3 separate regions of the Zea mays genome follow, and regions 1 and 3 are each linked to region 2. Evidence: chromatin contacts called from public Hi-C data. All regions are on one chromosome and are shown on one strand. The core of a region is the stretch at or near the end of the contact, and the rest is flanking DNA. Distances in the headings are between cores, read along the strand shown.

Region 1 (2,876 bases), core at 11-2,510, 140 kb after region 2:
AAGTTTAGGTTCTATACAATTTTAGCCGTAGAACTAATGGAACCAAACGAGACCTAAAATATCTACCGATGAAATTGTAGTCAAATTATGTAATCTTAAACAAAGTTCGTAGAAAAGATCTCAATATTTAGAGTCAGCTGTGTTGACTCCTGATTTAGTAAGAATTGTTTTACTAATTAAAAAATATAAAAAAAACGCCTGAGCTCCACTAAAGTTTAGATCCACCAAAAGAGTGAATTTGAGGGTTACATTTAGCTTTTTTGAGCTCCTGCTCGACGTGAAATTAGGTGGAAACTATGCAGCACTGTCCATCGTACCAATTTGTTGCTCTACTTTTTTTATTGTTCCTCGACTTTCTTTGTCGGTAAGTTTTATACGTTTTTTTCCCTGTAAAACTGCCTTCCGTTGTACGTTGCTGTTTGTACAAATTCTATCCCTAGGTATATGTATAATTCACATTCAGTTTCGTTTTTTAAAAAGAAAATTGGATATAACACTTTGCGCTGCAGCTGCTACGTAGCCACGTAAAGTCAGTTCAAGATCCTTGTAATAAATAAAAAAAAAGAAATGCAAGCAGGAGGAATTGTGTAAAAAGGAACAATGACACCATTGCTGGGTGTGTGTGTGGGTCGTCTTGTATATTCGGCTATGGTTATTACAATGCGATGCAACAGATCCCCTTACCAACTGCCGCTCTAGTACTAGTAGTTGATTTGCAGTCTGCATCAGCCACCAACCGCTGTTGAGAAGTCCGATCGGTGTCAGAGAGCACCGGTGTCCTCGGTGGATTATTTGTTTACGCATGCCAACGACCCCATCCCGTGTGGTTGTTGATTCCTCTTGCGGGTTTGTTGGTTTGGTGATCCCCCTCTCGGTTTGGAAAAAAAAAGCATCAGTTTAATTTCGCGACTAGGATTAGTATATTGAGATTCAAATCAGGACCAGATTGGCGTCCATTTGGACATGGGATTCGATGTCAAGTTGGCGATGCAATGCAATTCCTGATACCACGAGGTACTTCCGTTTTCTGAGCATCCGAAGCCTGAGCCTCTTTCTTTCGTTGCTGAAACGGAAGAGCAATCCTGAGTTTTCCAGATATCACAAGTACTCGAGGGCAAGACTGCAAAACCATAAAGCGCAAGTACTCCAAGGCCCACCAGGCCACCACGAGGGCCCATTCCTACTGTTAGTTTTGTGAATTCGGAGGCGCAGCGCCACCAACTTGCACCATTTTGGCAACCCCGCAGGGACAAAAGAAAGGCGAAACGAGGCCACCAGCTCACCGCCGAGCGGAAGCGGCGCCGAGCAACCAACCCCTCTCCTCGTCCGCCGCCGTCTCCCCGGACCATGGCCATGGCCGCCGCCTCCTCCCGGCTGTTCTGGGCGTCCCGCGCCGCCGCCTACCTCAGGATCTCCACCTTCCCCAGGGCCTTCGCCACCGGTACGCCCGCCACCCCCCATCCTCTGTCTCCGGCGCCCTGGTTCCTCGGATCACGGCTCCTCGCGGTTGGTACGGCGCCACCTTGTGTCGTTTCGCGCGCGTATAGATCCCGACTCGCGGTTGGTACTGTTCCTGATTTGGGCCGTGGTTCTGCGTTCCATCAGACGGCGCATGCGTTCAGGGATGGGGGGTTTACAATGGGGTTTAGCCGCCGCCGCTCCTTATTTATCATGAATGCTTTGTCTTTCCCGGCGGGGGGGGGGGGGGGGGGGGGGGGGTTCGTTCGTTCGTTCATGGTGGACAGCGTGTGTGTGGAAGAGAAGAAACAAAGATCTTGTATTTACAGTGCTAATGTGTTTGGAAGATCGATTTCCCCAGATTTATTTGTGTTAGGTGTGGACGAGGGAGGCAATGTGTTACAAACTGAAATTAATATTTTTATATGAATACTCAAATATTTATATATTTGTGTTGGATCTTAGATGGCCTTTGGTAAACCTGTGCTTCAGTACAGTTTTTTTGTTGTGGGGTTTGTTCTGCAACAGTAAAATGTGGCTGAGAAAAAAATGACTGGTTCCTTGTAAGAGATATACATATTTGTTTTTTTTGGTATCAAATAGACTAAATGGTGGTCTCAGAAAGTCACTGGGTGGGGTTGGTGTAGTACTTCTGTGTGCATTGTTGCCCCCACAATGCCACTCCAATGCATACAACCTCTGATGCTCCACATGTTACCCCCTTTTTTCAGTGCTGAAGGATCTGAAGTATGCTGACACTCATGAATGGGTGAAAGTTGAGGGTGATTCAGCAACCGTGGGGATTACTGACCATGCCCAGGTTAACACGCTCACATATTTCTATTGCTGTGAGTTTAGAGTGTGAGGCAATACTAGGTGTTAGTGTTAGGCCCTCCATATGTTAGGTTGTCTGGTGCTGTAGTTCTTATCAACACTGATATGCATACTGCATCCAATCTGTTGCCAAGACATCAAGTTCTAATATATTATATCATGTTCAGTATACATATGTTAGTGAAAGACAGACCTAGTGTAGTGGTGAGAGCTGTCTTACTGACTCACCAGTCGCGGGTTTCAAGTGGCCTCTCTGCATTTGTGGAGGAGGTTGCCTCCTCCAGCACTAGGTCTCCTCTTTTCAGTATACATATGTGAGGCTTGCCTCGGTTTATCACTTCCCTAGACTCCACTCATGTGGGAGCCCTCGTCACTAGGTTTGTCCAGTATATAACATTAGGGTTTGCATTGCTTAAAATTTGTTTATTGCTTTTGGCGTCCAGGATCATTTGGGTGATGTTGTTTTTGTGGAGCTACCAGAAGTTGGCATCAGTGTATCCCAGGGAAAGAACTTTGGTGCTGTTGAGAGTGTGAAGGCAACCAGCGATATCAATTCACCAGTGTCTGGAGAGGTGGTTGAAGTG
Region 2 (3,017 bases), core at 82-2,581:
TACAAAAGGTAAAGCCATACCAGTAAGAAGATGGCCTGCTTCGTGTACAAGGATCCGACGTTTATACGGAGGCCAGAAACATGAGATTTGAGCAAGACAAGTACCACCGAGCAACATTGCATCGGCTGCTGCTAATCCCAATACAGCACTCAGTTTAGGCCGTAGATCGACCCCTTGTGTTAGTAGAAAGGATACGCCTCCAAGAAATCCAATGAGAACATACGGTGAACTTCCCGACAGACCCCATTTCTTCGGCGCAAGTTTTTCAGCTGAAGAAATTAACAAATTCAAGAAAAAAATCGTATCTTTATACCATAGTTGGTGATAAACCACAATAGACGAGCTAAAGTTCCTTTTGGAGCAGCTATATCAGCTTGCTCGAGTATGATTTGCAAAAGAATGTTGCAGTAAAGTTTTCCCGTTTTAGATTAATAAATAATAAAAGGAAAGAAGAGGTTCTGCCTTAACTTCCTGCTATGTAATAACTGACAACCCACTCAAATTTTTAGTGTAGAATATCACAGCGCAGTGGAAGAGAGGGGACAGGGACACTGTCTGTATCCTCACCTTCCAAACCGGTCATCTCCTTCAAAACCGTTGGTGTCACTTCTCTTGGCCATTCCAGAACTGTAGGGAAAAAAAAGGAAGACACATATACAGTCAGTCTGAAAAGCAGTCGGAGTGAGACATCAGCTGTATAACACAGTAGACGTTACATGATAAACATCAAAAAATCGTGAGGCGTGATAGCAAATGATTATATCAATCAAATCAGCACATGCCAAATTGTACAGCTCCGTTTGACAAACAACTAGTAAGACGCCAAGTTAATTCGACGCCATGTCCAAATCGTGAAGGCATTCCGCAGCTGCGTTCCCCCAAGCCCCAACTCACCGATGTTCTTGCACTTGCCGAAGCTGGCGAGGACCCCGCGGTCGACGAGGAACTGGTACGCCCGGCCGACGAGGCGCATGTCGTCGGCGTCGACGCAGGCGTCGAGCACCTCCCAGTCCCGCCCCGGCGGCACGGGGACCGCGACCTGCACCGCCGCGGGCTCCACGGACTGCAGGAATTGGAGCGCGCGGGGGAGGTCCTTCCTCCTGACGGCGTCCTCGAACTCCCGCCACTCCTTGACGGCGCCCGCGTCGTCCTCGAACTCGCGCCACTCCTTGACGGAGCCCGCCCGCAGGCGGGGCCAAGAGCGGGGCCGCAGCGCGCACGGCGTGCGGAGGAAGCGGTCGGGGAAGGAGGTGGACGCGGAGGCGGTGGCGAGGGGTAAGTGGGATGGGGCCGTGGGCGTCGCCATTGGTGCGGGTCGCGGAGGTGAGCAAGGGGTGGAGCGGAGCGGACTGGCTCTGGTCGGGGTCGTCGTGGCGTTGTCCACGGCCAGCTACTGCCGGCGAGGGACCTCACGTGGGCCCGACCTTGATGGGTTTGTGGTCGAGTGTTTTGGGCCGGGCTTGTTTCCTGCCCAGCTCGGGCCGAACGTTTTAATCCGAATGTTTGTCGTCGAATGTTTTGCGAAAATTCATCATCGGGTGTTTCAAATGATGGATATAATAAAATGCAGCTGAAACAATTTGCATTGAGCCAGATTTACGGATTCACCTGTCCTCGGCTCCTCCCCCACTCACATTAGCTCTATTTTTGTATATGCATTATGCGGCCATGCATAGAAGTTTCTCGTTATTTTTGTATCTACCGTCGCTGGTGTCAACACATGGTTGTCCAGCAATTGATTTTCTTAGGAGCATAGCATAAAAAGATAAAATAGACGACAACTTTCAATTGATTTTGTTGTTTTGCAGCCATACGCCAGAAAATTAGTGGGCAAGACTGAAATCAATTGATTTTGTTGTTTTGCAACAATACACCAGAAAAAAGGAGGGCAATGCCTGACCACAAGGCCACAATTAGACGTATCAGAAAAATGCCAAAACATTTCATATCTCAGTAGCACAGCCCACATGAACTGCAACTGCATAGAATGAATAATACATGCAGCAAGAGGTGTGCAGCATCGATATAATCGAACTCATATTCGTTACCAAGTGCTCAAAACCAGGGTCTCATAGATCCACCCAAAAAAAGATAGAATATTTCTTAGCGCAGATAGTTGAAACAAGATGCAAAAGGACCTAAGCGGTCAGCAGGACGGCGCCTCCGGCAGCCTTGATCTTCTTCTCGGCGACCTTGGAGATGAGCTTGGCCTTGACGACGATGGGCCTGGACGGCAGCATCCCCTTGCCGAGCACCTTGAAGTAGCCGAACTGCGTCACGTCGACGAGCGGGGCCTGGTCCGCGCCGGCCGCCTCCGCGGCCTTGCCGGCGGGCACCATCGACCAGAGCCGCTCCACGTTGACCGACGGGCAGTGGAACTTGTTGCGGAGCCTGTGGAAGTAGCGCATGCCCACCTTGCCGAAGTAGCCCGGGTGGTACTTATCGAAGAGGATGCGGTGGTGGTGCATGCCGCCGGCGTTGCCGCGGCCTCCCGGGTGCTTCCGGTGCTTGCCGATGCGGCCGTGCCCCGCCGACACGTGCCCGCGCTTCTTCCGGTTCTTCTTCAGGCTCGTCGTCATCGCCGCCGCCGCTGCCGCTGCTCGACGCCGACGGGTGTTGGGACTTGGGAGTGGATGGGAGCGAGTAAACCCTAGGATAGGGGTACTATAAGGCCTGGCGAGCGCGAGGCGTGATCGCCGTCGGATGGGCAGGGGGGTCCTGGGACTGTTGGAGTTAATGGGCCGTCGACGTTGCTTCCTGCTGGGGTTTTGCTTTGGGCTGCTATTGGGTTAATTTCGGGCTGAGCCTGGATTTATGGTATTTCATTTGTCTTCCTCCTGAGGCGCGTCATCGGGCCGGTTCATGCTGTTTCGAGATGGGCAGCTAGCGGAAGCCAAATTTGATACCTTGGTCTAATCCGTCTTTCGAACCAGAAAAGCCACACAAACACAAAACAAAAACAAAAAAGAGCAGGAATGTGGTACATGTCGTGGCATTACTGCTGGAGTACTGGTCAA
Region 3 (2,967 bases), core at 227-2,726, 150 kb before region 2:
AAAGTTGCCAAATTTTAGAATGATTGCTCTTGCGCAAAGAAGAAGATAGGAAAATTTAGAAATCTGTTGTTTGATATTTTTCAAGTATAGTGGTAGTAGAAAGCACCCCATTGGCTAGAAACTTTAGAAAATAATAGTAAATAACTAATAAGTATTAAGTGGCTGAGAATTGGTACAAAGTCATGTTATTACACCTGGATGCCAGCAAAAATAAGCCTTAGAAAATAACTGTAATACCCAATTTGTAAGAGAGAATATAAAAGGAGAAGAAAATGTTATTTCCTTTATTTATATGTGTGGGTTGAACCCATTTGTCATCACATGTAAACACCATATTTAAAAATAATTAATAAAAATATATACCACTAAATTATGCATCATGCTAAATATTATTTTTTTGTGCATTTTGTGACAATATAAAAATAAAGAGACAAGACATATATTAATTCAAAAAGGAAATCTAGAATCTAAAAGGAATTCTAGAATTTAGAAAAGAAAAGAAAATAAGTATTATGTGGATATAAAAATAAGTAAAAACAAATATATATTATTTCTACACAAGGGTTTTGAATTTGTATAATTGACTCAAAGGAAACACATAACAAGATTCAAAATCAAATTTGAGATTTAAATGAAAAGAAAATGAATCAAAAAGGAAAAGGAAAATAAAAGAAAAGACTAAAGACACCTAGCTGGGCCAACGGGCGGGATTTTGGCCCATTATCAACCTTCACCGCGTGGCCCAACTTCATCACCGCGGCGCCGACAACCAGACCCATCCTGTCAGCCTCCTTTCCTCGCGCACGTTTCCTCTTCCATTCAATGGCAGATGGGCCAGCTCGGCCAGTCTCTTGGGCGATCTCTGTCAGTGGGGGCCCACTTAGCAGACTTATCCCCTCCACAAAATGGCTCCCGCGCATGGCGCACTGGCCGCCTGAAATCCAGCGTGTTCTGGTGGGCGTGGGGCATGGCCGGGGTATAAACTGGTCCCGGGTATCCTCTCCCCTAGCTCACCCTTGCCAATTTCTCTAGGAGCCACCATCGCCGTAGAATTTGCGCGCGCGGCGGAAGAACCTCGCCAGACCCCGCCGTCGTCGACCGGCATCCGCACGCGCCGCCCCGACCTCAACCTGTGATCGGGGGTCGTCTCTGGGTTCGCAAAACCTCGCGACCAAGTGCCCGAGCGCGGGGTTCCGCGGGTGGCCGGAATTTCGTCACCGTACCGTCGAATTTGTCGCGACGCGTGAACAGCCTGTGTGCAGCTTCGTTCTCGGTGAGTTCCGAACCTGTGAAGTTCACCTCGTCGTCCTTCATGCGTAGCACCATTTTATTCGGAGTCTGGGCGGTGGTTCGCCAGTTTAGCCATGTCCGACCATGGCGCCACCGCATGTGAGAGCGCCGTCGCGTCTGTTCGCCGGGGAGAACAGGTGATGGGGAACGATGCGTTAGAAGCCATCGATCTCAGGATTAGCGGTTAAGATTAGATCACTACTTACCCCTTCACGCAATCAATCCTGACCGTAGATCTCATATCCAGTGGCTGCAGTTAGATCTTAGTATTTAAAATCTACGTCGTCAGATCCAAATCTGAGGGCCGAGATTGCGTACCGGTTCGCGATGGGACTGATCTAATCCGGGCCATCCGCGCTTGATCGGACGGCCGTTAACGCTTCATACCCCTTCGGTGTGCGCAGTTTGCAGAAAGAACCTTATAATTTTAGCGAATCAACCCGCCATCCCTGCCAGTAGCTTTCTGTGTCTTAGGCATTTTTCTGTATTAACCCCTGCGCTTCACAATAAATGAAGCCCAGTCCAGTGCTGTTTGAAATTGAATAAATAAATTGGAAAATGGATTTTTAATATGAAAATAATTACTATGACTTGATAAATTCATAGAAAATTCATATGAACTCTAAATTAACCCATTCCACTTTCTAAATTTTTGTAATATTATTTTCTATCATCTAGAGTCCCTGTTTTGTCATGAAAACAGTAAGAAAAATAATTTCTCACTTAATCCTATTTAAGCACATAAAACCTTTGGAAATTCATATCTTAAAATCTATAACTCCAAAAATTATGATTCATGTTATTAGGATTATATTTTAATGTGTAGATTATTATTATGTATTTTGTTTACATGTTTGGTGTGATGTTAATTTTCTCTATATATTGTGCTTGTTTGTATTGTGGCGAGTAGAAGAGCCTGTGACTGAGGATCCTGGTGCCTAGCAGATAGAAGTAGCTGAGCAGGAGCTCATTGAAGGCAAGTTGTGCCCTTGACTACTTTTATACCCAATAATGTTCTTTAATGTCATTATTCATGCATATGTTTAATTTTGATGGGACCCGATAGGTCACCCTAGATTGTTTATCACTTTACCTTGTTATCCTGAATCGCATGGGTAGCTTTGCTATTGCTTTACATGGGTTTGGGATAATATTTCATTATATCCATGTTCCAGTTATTTTGTTATTCTATTTATGTTCATGTCAAGATCATTAATGTTAATTGGAACATGGAGCTTAACTTGAGAAACATGTGCCACCACAAGGGTTTAATGGGACGCCCTTGGCCAACTAACTAGGAAAGCTAGTGGAAGACTACCTTACCCGAAAGGGGCAAGGGCAGTAGGGGAGTTGCATGTAGGGAGGTTCTCGGGTTGATTTTGCTGTGATGGCAGTCAGACGGGGGATTCTTGCAAGTGCTCTTCCCATAAACTGTAGCGGGTTTTCGGAAGCTAGTGGAACTTTGTAAAGGCCTCGTAGTGTTGCCCTGCCTCGCTTCCTTGGTAGAGGTGTATGGGAGTCGTGATCCCTTGGCAGATGGGTAACATGACTTGTGGGTACAGGGTACAACCTCTACAGAGTGTAAAACTGGTATACTAGCCGTGCTCGCGGTCATGAGCAGCTCAGGACTCTCGCATGATTAATTTATGAAACATAAATTCAATTTGTCATTTGCAT

Evidence for each region. Hi-C and Micro-C count contacts between places; a contact is called where the count stands out from the background.
Region 1: a contact with region 2 is called in a Hi-C map of tassel, with 2.9 times the contacts expected there. The contact joins the promoter of LOC100273340 here to the promoter of LOC100191193 in region 2. A contact is called at or near these places in 4 of 25 Hi-C or Micro-C datasets (ear, endosperm, leaf and 1 more).
Region 3: a contact with region 2 is called in a Hi-C map of tassel, with 3 times the contacts expected there. The contact joins the enhancer-like site here to the promoter of LOC100191193 in region 2. A contact is called at or near these places in 3 of 25 Hi-C or Micro-C datasets (bundle sheath, endosperm and tassel).

The regions. Positions count from the first base shown.
Region 1 is chr5:86,940,199-86,943,074 of Zm-B73-REFERENCE-NAM-5.0, forward strand. LOC100273340 (Glycine cleavage system H protein 2 mitochondrial) reads left to right here and starts at 1,261. Exons shown (of 4, transcript NM_001147781.1): 1 at 1,261-1,441; 2 at 2,190-2,278; 3 at 2,736-2,876. The coding sequence starts at 1,348.
Region 2 is chr5:86,799,840-86,802,856 of Zm-B73-REFERENCE-NAM-5.0, forward strand. LOC100191193 reads right to left here and starts at 1,332. Exons shown (of 7, transcript NM_001136628.1): 1 at 895-1,332; 2 at 568-627; 3 at 21-269. The coding sequence starts at 1,306. LOC100274530 (60S ribosomal protein L27a-like) reads right to left here and starts at 2,628. Exons shown (of 1, transcript NM_001148887.1): 1 at 1,926-2,628. The coding sequence starts at 2,579. The coding sequence ends at 2,139.
Region 3 is chr5:86,649,490-86,652,456 of Zm-B73-REFERENCE-NAM-5.0, forward strand. No RefSeq gene overlaps it. Among protein-coding and RNA genes, the nearest start is that of LOC103626668, 130 kb to the left of the region's middle. Within about 2 kb of position 1,477, at least 19 of the 20 cell types and tissues checked have an H3K27ac peak or open chromatin away from gene starts, as enhancers often do. A contact at or near this core is called in bundle sheath and tassel, where this site is marked.